Regions from separate parts of the Mus musculus genome. Here region 2 is linked to region 1. Evidence: chromatin contacts called from public Hi-C data. All regions are on one chromosome and are shown on one strand. The core of a region is the stretch at or near the end of the contact, and the rest is flanking DNA. Distances in the headings are between cores, read along the strand shown.

Region 1 (6,466 bases), core at 3,856-6,355:
AAGGGTGTCAGGTAATCCGAACTCAGATTCCTCTTGCTTGCCCGACAGGCATTTTAGTGATAAGCCATCAGCCCAGGTCCCAAAGACCTGTTTCTAAAGGCTTTTGCTGGAAACGGAAACACGAACTGTGTCAGCCAGCTCCAGCAGCCTTCAGCCCTTATGTGGCTTTTAAAACTGTAAAGAAGGATAGAGCTACAACACCATTTATGAACCATACCAAAGGAACCAAGATAATTTTCTTTAAGCTATTAGGGCAAGAAAAAATAGGAGGGGTGTTCAAGGATAGGGGCCACCACTCTCAACACCTACCCACTGTCATGATAAAGAAGGTTTCAGGAACCCCAGGTGCCACCTACACCCAGGGCTGTCTGCAAAGCTCGGTGGAAAATCCACCCACATGAGGGTTCAAAGCCCCAGGGGACTACAACTGAGGAGGAGAGAAAAGCCTCATGGGACAGAGCCTATTTAAGAACAAACCAACAAAAATGTTAGCAGCATCCACTGTTGCCTCCCGTGACTAAGACTGGAAAAGCAAGACGAAGCAGAAGTTCAAACCAAAGAGGTAACTTGACAGAAGCAGAAGAAATGCTGGGACAGAATGGAGAATATTGTGGTAGAGCATTTTCAAGAGTGAAGGAGGCCTCAAGGGTGAGAAGAGTTTAGGAAAACCAGAAAACCTTTGGGAAGGGGCTCACACGCGGAACACACAGTGCTGCCGCCGCCGATGCTGCCAGCATTGCTACCTCTGCCACTGTGGCTGCTGGGAGTCTCTCAGATTGCCAACAGCATTGGGCTAGATTTAAGGAAGAACCAATACGTCCCCAGCAAGCACTGTGCCTCCGTGACGCCATATTTGCTCCTTTGTGGGTCAAGCAATGTCGGCAGATGGATGCTCTTTAGAACTCCCCTAGCACCTCGGTTCCGCTCAAGAGAAAAGTACTTAAGACAAATGTTCTCCAGACGACTGAAATTTCCCCCTCGCTCTCCGCGTTTAGTTATTTATTAGGATGCTTCAGCGAGGTTATTTTCAGACTTCCACGTGAAACAGTAATACTTAGCACTTCCGATTCATCTCCCAAGCAGTTTTCAAATGTCAGCTCATTAATCCCCAGTCCCCTCGAGGATCTGTGCTCTGCCCCATCACTCAGACTGGGAAGACGGAGGCAGCGCTGCTGAGGACCTCGGTCAAGGGCTGATCTGAATCAGGGGTGCTTTCATAGGACCTCAGGAATGTGTCTAATGGGTTGGGTCTCAGGGACAGCCCTGTGGCCTCTTGTCATTCACTGTAGGAGTTACAAGAATCTGGATGACCCAGCTACTCAGCACCTCACAGAGGCAGGTGAGCACCCAGAGCTGTGTCCACCCTATGGTTGTTCTCGGCAGCCGCCTTGCAGCTCTGGGTCCTGCCTCCCTCTCAGACCTGCTAAGTGATCAGCACATCTGATGTGCTGGGGGCTGCACTTGGCTGCCTGAGAACCATACCTTTACTTTCTGGGAGAAACCACAGGCTTGGACAAGGTCTTAATAAGAGAGATGTATTGGTGGGGTGGGAGGCACTGGAGAGATGACTCACTCAGTGGTTAATAGCACTGACTGCTCTTCCAGAGGCTCTGAGTTCGATTCCCAGCAACTACATGGTGGCTCACTACCATTTGTAATGAGATCTGGCGCCCTCTTCCGGTGTGTGTCTGAAGACAGCAACATTGTAAAAAAAAGTCTGGCTTATTTCATTTAAGATGACACAAGATAAACACTTCCATTTGAGAGAGGGGGGGGAGAGAGAGAGAGAGAGAGACCATGTCTAGTATGTAGAAAGTCCTGGGTTAGAGCCCAGCACTGCATAAATAAGGTGGAATGCCAGCAAGCCTGCAATTCTAGCACTGGAGAAGTAGAGTCAGGAAGATCAGGACAGGAGCATCCTTGAATACATAGTCTGTTTCATGTACCCCGGGCTACTTGAGACTCTACTGAAAGAAAAAGACCAAACAAAAAGACTGACAGAGGCACTGTGCCACACAGGAAAGAGGAGTACCGTGAGTTTGAGACCAGCCTGGGCTATAAACCAAAATTCTGTCTCAAAAATAAATAAATAACTTTTAAAAATGAGAAAGAGAGACATACGTCCTCTTGTGTGGTGGCTTCTCTTCTCTTCCTAAAAGAAACTCCGTCGCCTGTCTTTGCAGGTTAGTACTAAACCTTGAATGCCCCGTGAAATACTCATAGTCCGTGTGGCACTGAAGTGAACTTTTTCATCCATTGACTAACAATGAGATGGAAGATTCCTGTCACTTGAGTCATTCCTGGAACAAACAGGATGACTTTTACTGAGACAGGACATCAACTTCCAGGGCCCAGCATAGCCTGAGCTCTGGGCTGTCTGCATCCAGCTAGGACAGCAGATGAAGGGGTGGTGCTGCCATGGTGTGTGGCCACGTGAATCACTGTCCAGCCCAAAAGGGAGGGAATGAATGATGAAGTACTCAGAGTGGCTGTCCCTCATCCTAGCACCTGGCGTCCAATATAGCCCTGGCTAACCCGTAGTAGCTGCTCTGAAGGGATAAATTCTCCATTGCAAGTTACTACTAACACATGTTCAAGCCCTGACTTTTCATCTGGTGTCAGGTGGCTTGGCCCCATGACTAATGTATGGTTAAGAGCCACACAATGCCACTCTGACTAGGTGACTAAGGAATGCATTGAGATTAGATACAGAGGCAGGCAGATTTCTGAGTTTGAGGCCAGCCTGGTCTACAGAGTGAGTTCCAGGACAGCTAGGACTACACAGAGAAACCTCGAAAAACCAAAAGAGAGAGAGAGGGATTAGATACCAATGCCTATTGTTCTTCTCTTCAAGGGCACCACTGTAGAAGGTCCTGGCTTCATTTAAGGAAATTTGGATTTGAGGGAGGGAGGCTTTGTCGGGGGGGGGGGGGGTGTTCCCTTCTAGTTTGTTCTCAAGGCATGTAAGATAACTAGTCTTATTATTATTATTTTTGAGTTCCATAACATTTAGATTCAAAACCAGCACACTCGATCTTGGCGACAAGCCATCTGGAGCTAAGGTTGGACATGGCTTCCAAAACTCACAGCCACTTTCAAAGGTCAAAGATTTATCACCACAAGGAGACTCAGAAGAAAGTGCCAGAGTTTGAATCCGAGTTCACAGTTGAACCATTTGAAAACACACAAATGGGAGGCAGGCTCTGTGGAGTAAGTATGTAAAGATCCCTGCTTAGAAGAGGAGGCATTGCATTCATAGGAACAAAGCCCTGGTCTTGATGCTTCTGGATACAGTGCGGGAGGAGTTAAGAAAGGGACTCACATGCGCACCACACGTGGATAAAGAAGAGGCAGAGAAACAACAACAACCTGAAAAATCAATGTAAAAGAATCTTAAATCCAAGGACCTCCTAGATCCCCATCTATGCAAGCAGCTAAGTGAAGTGGGGCTCATCTGTATATCAGGGCTGAGGGGGAGGAGCTAGGAGGATCCCAGCTTTGCTCTCCAGGTGAATTAGCGAACTCTAGGTTCTGTGAGATACCCTGTCTCAAAAATAAAGATGGAGAGAAAGACATTTTTGGTTGACCTCTTCCCTACACACACACACACACACACACACACACACACACACACACACACACACACACACACACACATCTCTTCAATGGGCACAAAAAACAGCTTCCATCTTTGCTTAAATTTAACCAAACGGGCTAAGCACATCCAGATGCAAATATCTTAACATCTCCAGAAAGATAACAAGGCAGACATCTTTTGATTGCATATGCTTTCCAAAGGGCAGGCTTCTTTTTCCTCGATCCCTATGCGATCAGGGAAGACCTCTCAACACAAAATGGCTGCTTGCGGAACATACCCAGGGAACACGGCATCAGTGACAAACCAAAGAGTGTACTTACAGCCTGAGGAAAAAGAGTGTACCCACAGCCTGAGGAAAAAGCACTGTTTATTCACTCTCGAGACATCTGGAACTCGAAAGAGGCCACAAGCTGTCTTTATCACATCTCTGTGCATACAAATACACAACGGAAAATTACAGGTCCCTCTCATCTACCAAATGAGCCATAATGACCCCACAGGTTTCCCTGGGTCCCTAAGTCTCTCCTTTTGGAACATTTATCATGAGAGGGAAGCTTGGGGCAGATGAAAGGCAGGGAGGAGAGTGGGCACCTTTCCCACGGAGGCAGCTCTGATCACGGCTAATTGCCCTGTTGGGGTCCTGTGTGGCCAGACGCAGGTGAGCATGTCTTAAAAGAAAATGTCTCACCTTTGTGAGCCCTGGAGATATGGAAGACCCGTCCACTGTCTTTTGTAAATTCATGCTGGGTAAGTGTGCAGATAAGACCAGTATTACATTATGATGCGTCTTCATGCATGAAAGTCTATTTTTAAAGAGAGTCTGTGGGAGGGTGGCTCCCGAGAGTAGGGCACGGCCAGAGGACCGGGAGGTAGAAAGGAAGGCTGTTTGTAGTTAGAAAAGTCTCTGCCACAGAATAAAACCGTGCCTTCCCCGGAGAGGAAAACTCATTAAAGCCCGTCTTCAGTTCCTACAGAGCACGGTTGTCCCCAGAAGCTGTCTTCTGCCTGCATCGACACCTTGTCCTTCCACCCGATCGCACCTTACACACCAGCTCTTGAATGGCTATGTGACAATCCACCAAGTGGCACAGCCCTGACTTTAGACCATTTACCCCTGCTTACAAAGCCGGGTGCCACCTCCACAGTCATGGACCGCCTGTTTGGGAAATTCAGGCAAGACGCTTCTGGTAGACTAGGAGATGAGTTTATACTGATTAACTTGTTCAGTTAAGTCTGGACGGCCTACCATCCCTCTACCCCCTTTTAGACAGGATCTTATTACTTAGCCCTGGCTGGATGGGAATACACAGAGATCTACCTGCCTCTCTTCCTGAGCGCTGGGAGGGCCCCTCTCCAACTTCCCCGAGCACTCACACTTGCTCTCAATGCTTCCATCATAGGGGTTTTATGCTCTACTCTGAAACTTTCCCTTTATCCCAGTCGTGCTCTTAACACACATAGCTCCAGGCTGTGTCATCCAGCTTGCCCTGTAACCATCATACCCCTCCCTCCCCTGTGGCCACACCTCTTCCGGCAACCATTCCCCTGTAGCCACACCCCTCTCTCTGTCTGAGCTCTGCTCCATCGAAGAACAGCTTCTACAGTCACTCTGTGCTCACCTCTCACTCCCGTCCTTGAATGGGCCCCTTCATTTCTCCGCCATTGCCTATCACATCAATATTCTGGGACCTCAAATTCTCAAGTGTCTTAATATCAAGCTGCACCCCATGCCAACCCACTCCCTTTCCCCCAGGCTCAGAGCTTGACTTCCTGGTATATTCCTCTTCTCTGCAGTTTTACTCTCCATGTGTTCACTGAATAGGAAATTCCAAAAATAAACAACTCACTAGATCTTTGTCCTGTCCTGTCTGGGATGTGAGTTTCCTCTTTGCTTACTGTATACAGATGGCTGAGGCCACCTGCTCAAGCCTGGTAGACATCTTGGTTATCATTTCACCTGCGTGGTTTTATAGTGCTTATGCTCAAAGATCCCTTATGGCCTCCTGGCAGTCTCGAAGCACAAGGGCAGGGAGACTGACACTTAAATACACCAAAAAGAAACTATACAGCACCACTTTTAAGTGAAAAGGTGAAAGTTCTTGATTTAATAATGAACAAAAGGTAGTTGAGTGCTGTCATGAGGGTCCACTTGTTGAAAATTGTGAAGCAGAGAAGGATTCACTCTACTTCTGCAGTTGTATTTTTTTTAAGATTTATTTATTTATTACATGTAATGTACACTGTAGCTGTCTTCAGACCCTCCAGAAGAGGGCGTCAGATCTCGTTACAGATGGTTGTGAGCCACCATGTGGTTGCTGGGATTTGAACTTCGGACCTTCGGAAGAGCAGTCGGGTGCTCTTACCCACTGAGCCATCTCACCAGCCCTGCAGTTGTATCTTAAACTGCAAGAGTTTAGACCACAGGGCCTGATAGCCTGATACGCACTCATCAGGATTGGAAAAGGCAATGAAGAGAGAAAGAGAGAGAGAGAGCATACGGGATATGGATCCATCTTCAGTTCCCATTTTTGGTTTTTTTTTTTTTTTTCCTAATTCTTCTCTCAGACATTGCATCCCAACCAGTTTCCCCTCCCTCCACTCCTCCCAGTTCCCCAGGTTCGGTTTTGTACTGGGAGTCTTGGCATATATTCCTCAAGTATTAGGGAAGACCTGTGTATTCCTTCCTTTGACAGGCCTCCCTCCTGACATGTCCCTCACTTGCTCTGCACTTCTCTGGCTGCTACTGATTCTGTCAGGGTGTAACTGCCTACTTTTCCTCACGGGTCACTGCAAACTTTTCAGGATTCTACTGGCCACAGGGCCCTGTCCAAGTTCACATGACTGGCCTAGCGCAGGTTAGACCAAACT
Region 2 (6,203 bases), core at 1,240-3,739, 59 kb after region 1:
CCCTGCTCTTCTGACGAAAGCCCTCAACCTCAACCCACTTCCAACTTTTCTACCCAGGAAAGATCATAATTTTGAAAATTTCTTAGAGGGAATATTCCGTTTCCTTAACTGAACAGTGGCTTTCAAAATAGCCCTGACCTTCCTGCCCCTCCCCCTCTCTTCGTCACCGAGCAACAGAAATTAAATTGATTCCCGCTATCAGCACTCTGCATCTCAGTGATTATACCCAGCCACCAGAAAGTCAGCTCTCTCTCCATCCCGCCAACCAAAAGCCTGTTGCTAAATCCAACCCCACAGCTTGGGAAGGAGGGGGTATGGAGGAAGGGGGGTACCCCAAGGGCACAGGTAACAATTTATGCCCCCCTTGTCAATGTGGTCTTATCTCTGTGGCCAGCTCCTTCTGAGAAATGGCAGGCACCCGTTACTGAATCCCCAGAGGGTTGCTTATGGGACCCCTGCTGTTTGGGACAGGTGGCCCAGTGGGGAACTGAAAATTTATGGTCCTCACTACCTTCCTTTTCCTTGTCCCTTTCACTATGCAGAGGGATGCCTGGCTTGTCTCAGGGGACAGGGGACTGGTTCCAACCCATGACTTGGGAAAATGTACGGAAGGCAGAGACTACAGAGGACGAGCCTCCCCCAGAGAGGCCCCTGTGCTTTCTGTCCACAGCACCTACGGCAATCTGTAATTACAAGTGGATTCATATCTGTGTAGTGCTGGTCTGTCAGTTTTCCCCTCTAGATTAGGCCCTGTAAAGGCCAGACCTTCCTTTCCACAGCAGGGTGAACATGTATTAAGTCAGGTCCTAGTGATACAGACTCAGAAATCGGCTACTCAAGAGACTGAGGCAAGGCTGTCTGGACTACAGAGCTTGTTTAAGGACAGCCCTGACAACCCCATCTCATAAAGCAGACTGGAAAGGGACTGCAGCTCAGTGGTAGATCATTCACCTAGAAGACCCAAAGGCCTGGATTCAATCTCAACACTGTAAAACCAAGGCGGAAATGCTTTACGGCCAGCCAGCTACTAGAAACAGGATGTGAACTTTCTGGTAGGGCCCCATCGGGAATTGTTTGATCCACTTGTAACACAAGAACACAAAGTCCTCCTCTTTTCTTTCCTCATACCTCTGGCCAGAAAAATGCAGCCCTGTCTCGTGTGGAAGAAAAGAAAGCGCCAAGGACAGAGCTTTGAGGAAGGGCTTCTGTGCACATTAGACTCAGCTAGGTGCTCACCCATGAAAACCAACTTTTCTTTCTCTCCCCAGACCTTCACATATGTCCTTGATTTAACACCCAGGCCACCCCACTGCCATGCTGAGATCCCCAGGAATAGCAGTCTCCTCCCATCAGCTCCTCCCAGAGAGCAACTGTGAGTTTCAGTCTACTGGCACCCAAGAGGTCTGGCTCAGAGTCATCTGTGAGGGTGACATGCAAGGAAAACCAAGGGCCTTCATTTATTTATTTTTGCCTCACTTTGTCCCAAAGGGACTGGAAGCGTCTTAAAAAGATAACTTACAATATGATTTAGAGAGAGAGAGAGAGAGAGAGAGAGAGAGAGAGAGAGAGAGAGAGAGAGAGAGAGAGGAAAGGAAGGAAGGAAGGAAGGAAGGAAGGGAGGGAGGGAGGGAGGGAGGGAGGGAGGGAGGGAGGGAGGAAGGAAGGAAGGAAGGAAGGAAGGAAGGAAGGAAGGAAGGAAGGAAGGAAGGAAGGAAGGAAGGAAGGAGGAAGGAAGGAGGAAGGAAGGAAGGAAGGAAGGAAGGAAGGAAGGAAGGAAGGAAGGAAGGAGGAAAGATAGATAGATAGATAGATAGATAGATAGATAGATAGATAGATAGATAGATTGATTGATTGATTGATTGATTGATTGATTGTGAGGAAATGAACCGGGATGGGAAATAACAAAAATTCAAAAGTTGGGTTATTGCCCAAAAATATATCTCACCAACTGGCAGAGACACTCCCAAGGAATTCCAAACCCCACCCTGTGGGGGAGTGGAGTGGGGTGGGCAATACTCTCCTGAGGTTCAGGGGTACATGTCACCTGCCACCCAAGTCTCCCATTCCACTTTGGAGACTCAGGAGCAGTGTGCACAGCAGTCTCCAGGCTGCAAGCCTCTCTGATGTCCTGGTGTCAAATGGCTCTCAGCTGGGGAGAAGCAGGTGGCTGGAGTCCCCCACAGCCCCACCCCAGGAGAAGGGAAAAAGCAGGGTGGGGTGGGGGTGGGGTGTTTCCTTCCAAACCAGAGCACATTTTTGTGGCGTGATGGCCTCCTCAACCTCTGGGGAGGGCTCAAGGCTAATCCTTCCAAATCTAAAACTTATGTTTTTGTGTGTGCGTGTGTACAAATGTGTGAGCAGACGTGTACCACAGCATGCACATGGAAGTAAAAGGACAATTAGCAGAGTCAGTTTTCTAAGCTTGGTAGCAGGTGCCTCAGCTTTAGTGATTCACAGTTGTCACAAAGGAGTGGCTTTACTGGAATCCCCACAGCAATCCATACCCTAACGGCTAAGGTTACACTCAACTTTCTACCTCTGTACACTCTGGAAGGTTCCCTGCCCCAAACCAAGTTATCCTGGGCTGCCCATATCCATGCTCATCTTTCTGGAACAAATCTCTCAGCTTCTATTTAACATAGAAGCCTGCCTAGTTTCACCCTAGCTGAGCCAGGTCCAGCCTGGATCTCTCTCCCTTCATTTGCAGACTGGCTATTACGGTTTTGGTTCGGTTTGGTTCCACACTTTGCAGAGAACCCAATAATACCCAGAACACCAGCACACCCGTTTTCCTAGAAATTTATGATCAGGCATTCTTCATTCCTGTATCATCTGTTCCCAGTGTTCTGCATAATGGCAAATATTTACTGAGTGCACTTCCTGTGCTGAGCCCCTGACTGGGTCCCTTTCATAAACTCGCTCATTCACTCCTGGCTGTGGCCCAAGAAGGCAGTGCCTTTATTTTTTCTCCCATTCCATGGATCAGCATACTGAGTCTCAGTGAGGGCCAACTCCTTGTCCCAGGGGTACTTCTAGATACCACACCTATGTTTATTTCCTTTCAAAGCTCTTCACCACTACAGAGCACAGCAATGCCTCCCCTGCTTTCACCATCCATTACAAAACTCTCCTGGGTTCAACAGTTTGGTCACTGGGTTAGGTTCCCCTCCCCTAGGCATACATTTACCCCAAGGGCTGAACCAGTGCCATGACAGTACAGGAAATAACTGCAGGGGTCATGGCCTCACAAGGCCTGGGCTCCACTCTTACTCAAGACCCACAACTTCTCAGACGTCCAGTCTCCCATGTGCTGAGGGGAGCTAATCACCACCCTTCGGTGTCTCCTCAGGCACAGCTAGGATAACACTCAAATACAGGGCTTCCTAGACACAAAGAATTTTCAAGGAAGGGTGAGTTTCTTTACCCCCTCAGACAATCCCACATGGAACATAAATCCATCACTCAGTGCCACCTGAAGAGCAACAGACTCATCATGGAGGGCCTGGGATGTCCCCAGTGGGCCTTCCTTTGAAAGAGAGTCATCCCCCAGTTTTCCTGAGTGGTGAGGCTCTGGACAGTAAAAACGATTTTCTAATTAAGTGGTAAACATGCTATATTGACTTGAAGTGCAAAAGGGACTCAGGGGAGGAGGACAGTGGATTAGAGAGAGAGAGATGCAGCCCAAGGATTGGCTGGGCCTCAGGCCAGGTTGCCTCTAGTGGCCCTGAGTCTCCCCAACTCAATCCCCAGGGAACTGGGACTAGGTGACCTTTAAAAACACAGCCTTTGTCCTTTGTTTGCCAAGAGAGCCTTCCAGAGGCTTCGCTTCCAGTGGTTCTTAAAAATCCCACTTCTTCCCTTTGCTCCCAAGGCTGCTCACGTGAGCCACCGGGAACCTTCCTGGCACAGTTCTCAACACACTTGTCCTCCTTCTGCTTCTTCAACCAGCAAGTTCCATCCCGTCACAGGGATTCTCAATGCCCCTCTGCTGAGAATGACTGTACCCCAGAACTTCACAAAGCTCCTAAGGGAGCCTTCCTGTCCACTCACTCAGCACCAATTACCAGAAACCCCAAACACCATCTCTTACGTGGGCCATTTCTGTTTTCTTCATGGCCAAACACATGGCCTGAGGTTCTTATTACCTGCTGCTCCCTGCATGCCTTCCCTTTAACCTTCCACTAACACGTATGATCCACGGAAGCTAAAGTAGTGACTGTTAAATACCTCTGTGCTGACGCAGTGTAGAAGGTAGACTATAGATGCCTAATAAAAAGCTGTGGGGAGCACGCCACTGCACCCCTATTTATGACAGTCAAGAGAAGTACTCATCAATGGAAAAGCAGATGAAGAGAGTGTATGTGTACATATGTTTGCACATGTGCACACACACACACGTGGGGGCAGTAGTTAGTCATCCATTCTAAAAAAGGGAACTGCTGTCATTTGTGACAGATGGGTGAACCCAACCCTACAGGACGACTCTTATGTTCAGTGAACTAAGTCAGCTCCAATAAGTCAAATCCAACATGGTCACACCCGCACGTGGAATTGAAAGAAGTTGGGACAGAAAAAGAAGCTAGGCAAACAGCAGCTGTCAGGGGTGGGGGTGGGATGTCCAGGAAGGGAAAGAAGTCAGTCAAAGGGCATCAAGTTTCAGCCACAGTCAGGAAGACTCGGCAGCGATTCCTCAGCTAGCATGGTAGCAGCTACAGTTAACCAGAGCACATCACGTCACGCATATCACAACTGCCTACAGAGGGCATTGTAAAGTCACTCACTATGAAAGCATTAGAGGTGATGGGCACATAAACCACTGTGGATCATTCCACAGTACACACAATGCACATACAATCAGGTAAGAATGTAATAACAACTGTCAGTATTTACTATGGCTGTGCCATGGCTCACACAGGGGTCAGAGGACAACCTCGGGGAGTGAATTCTCTCCTTTCACCAAACAGGTTAAGAGAATTGAACTCAGACTGCCAGGCTTGGTAGCAGGCACCTTTATCCACTTGAGTCATCTCACAGGTATAAATAAGTACAAATAACACTTTTAAAAAACTAGGGCCTAATCCCAATCCAGCGTACCACTTATTAACTAGCTGCCGTTGCAAAAACTCTACTTTCAAACTTATTTTATTCTACACAAAATAAATTCTGTACTTAAAAAAAAAATTATACCACCCAAATAATTTGCTGAGAAAGGAGATAGGAAAACCCACCATTGTGACACAAAGCGACAAGTGTGCAGATGAATAGGATGCTGAAGAAGAGGTGGTGGCTAAGTGTGACTAGCTCTACAGATGGACGCTGGGGATGTCCACAGATGATGCTTGGTTGGGGGCAAGGGAAACCCAACCCATGCTGGCAAAGTCTATGAACCAGGCAGGGGTAGGCCACCATAGACAGTGGGAAAAACCACTGGCCTCAGAATTCATGTTCCCGGTTTACAAACCGGTTTCCCCATGATACTAGTTTCCACATGCTGTCCTGTGAGCACAGCGCCTGGTACCTTCAAACACTCCAACCCTGTTGTCTCGTTTTTTCTAGAATTAATGTCAGTGAACAATGTGTTTCTGGGATCGTATCCTTCTGAAGACTCCAGGAGAACCTTCATGGTGCCTCTCTCTTTCCTACTGTCTACTGCTGGTCAGCCCTCTGCGGTGAGCGGATCACTAGCAGGCTTCACAGAGCATTCCTGCCCACAGGAGGTCTCTCAGCCCAATTTCCATCCTCTGATAAAGCTACGAGTCACTGCGACAGGGCTTGCCCCAGCCCAGCACAACCTCACTAATTATATCTGCAAAGACCCTATGTCCTAACAAAGCTTCTTTCTGAAGTTCCAGGTGGACATGGACTGGGGGACGTGCCACCACTTCAGCCAGAACGCCACCAACTCAGCAGGCAACTTCACGGCAGTCACTTAACATGTCCAAGAAACCCTTCTGCTCAACATGGGCCCCAAATTCCTTCCCCTGGAGCAAGGCTTTAGCAGGCACTGACTCGGACGCCCCTCATATAAACGGGGGACTTCGGCCTGGGCTAAAAGTCCAGGAGCCTGGAGATTTGTAGTGTCAGGAAGCAGGGAAGAGAGGCTCATCCAGGGCAGTCAGAGCCTGAGGAGGCTGTGCTGTAGCAGGGGAGAGCATGGCAGGGGACGATGTAATGTGGTAAGGCAGAAGCCATTCGGCCCGGGT

The links. A called contact is a pair of places that touch in the nucleus more often than the background predicts.
Region 2: a contact with region 1 is called in a Hi-C map of pancreatic cancer cells, with 5 times the contacts expected there. The contact joins two enhancer-like sites. A contact is called at or near these places in 2 of 15 datasets of contacts at CTCF or cohesin (large pre-B cells and pro-B cells), 7 of 484 Hi-C or Micro-C datasets (liver, muscle stem cells, nephron progenitors and 3 more) and 3 of 115 datasets of contacts at active chromatin or transcription factors (the 230-238 cell line, double positive thymocytes and pancreatic cancer cells).

The regions. Positions count from the first base shown.
Region 1 is chr11:88,493,561-88,500,026 of GRCm38.p6, forward strand. All of the region lies in intron 6 of Msi2 (musashi RNA-binding protein 2), which reads right to left. Among named protein-coding and RNA genes, the nearest start is that of 0610039H22Rik, 120 kb to the right of the region's middle. Within about 2 kb of position 5,106, at least 58 of the 459 cell types and tissues checked have an H3K27ac peak or open chromatin away from gene starts, as enhancers often do. A contact at or near this core is called in muscle stem cells and pancreatic cancer cells, where this site is marked.
Region 2 is chr11:88,555,127-88,561,329 of GRCm38.p6, forward strand. All of the region lies in intron 6 of Msi2 (musashi RNA-binding protein 2), which reads right to left. Among named protein-coding and RNA genes, the nearest start is that of 0610039H22Rik, 61 kb to the right of the region's middle. Within about 2 kb of position 2,490, at least 83 of the 459 cell types and tissues checked have an H3K27ac peak or open chromatin away from gene starts, as enhancers often do. A contact at or near this core is called in muscle stem cells and pancreatic cancer cells, where this site is marked.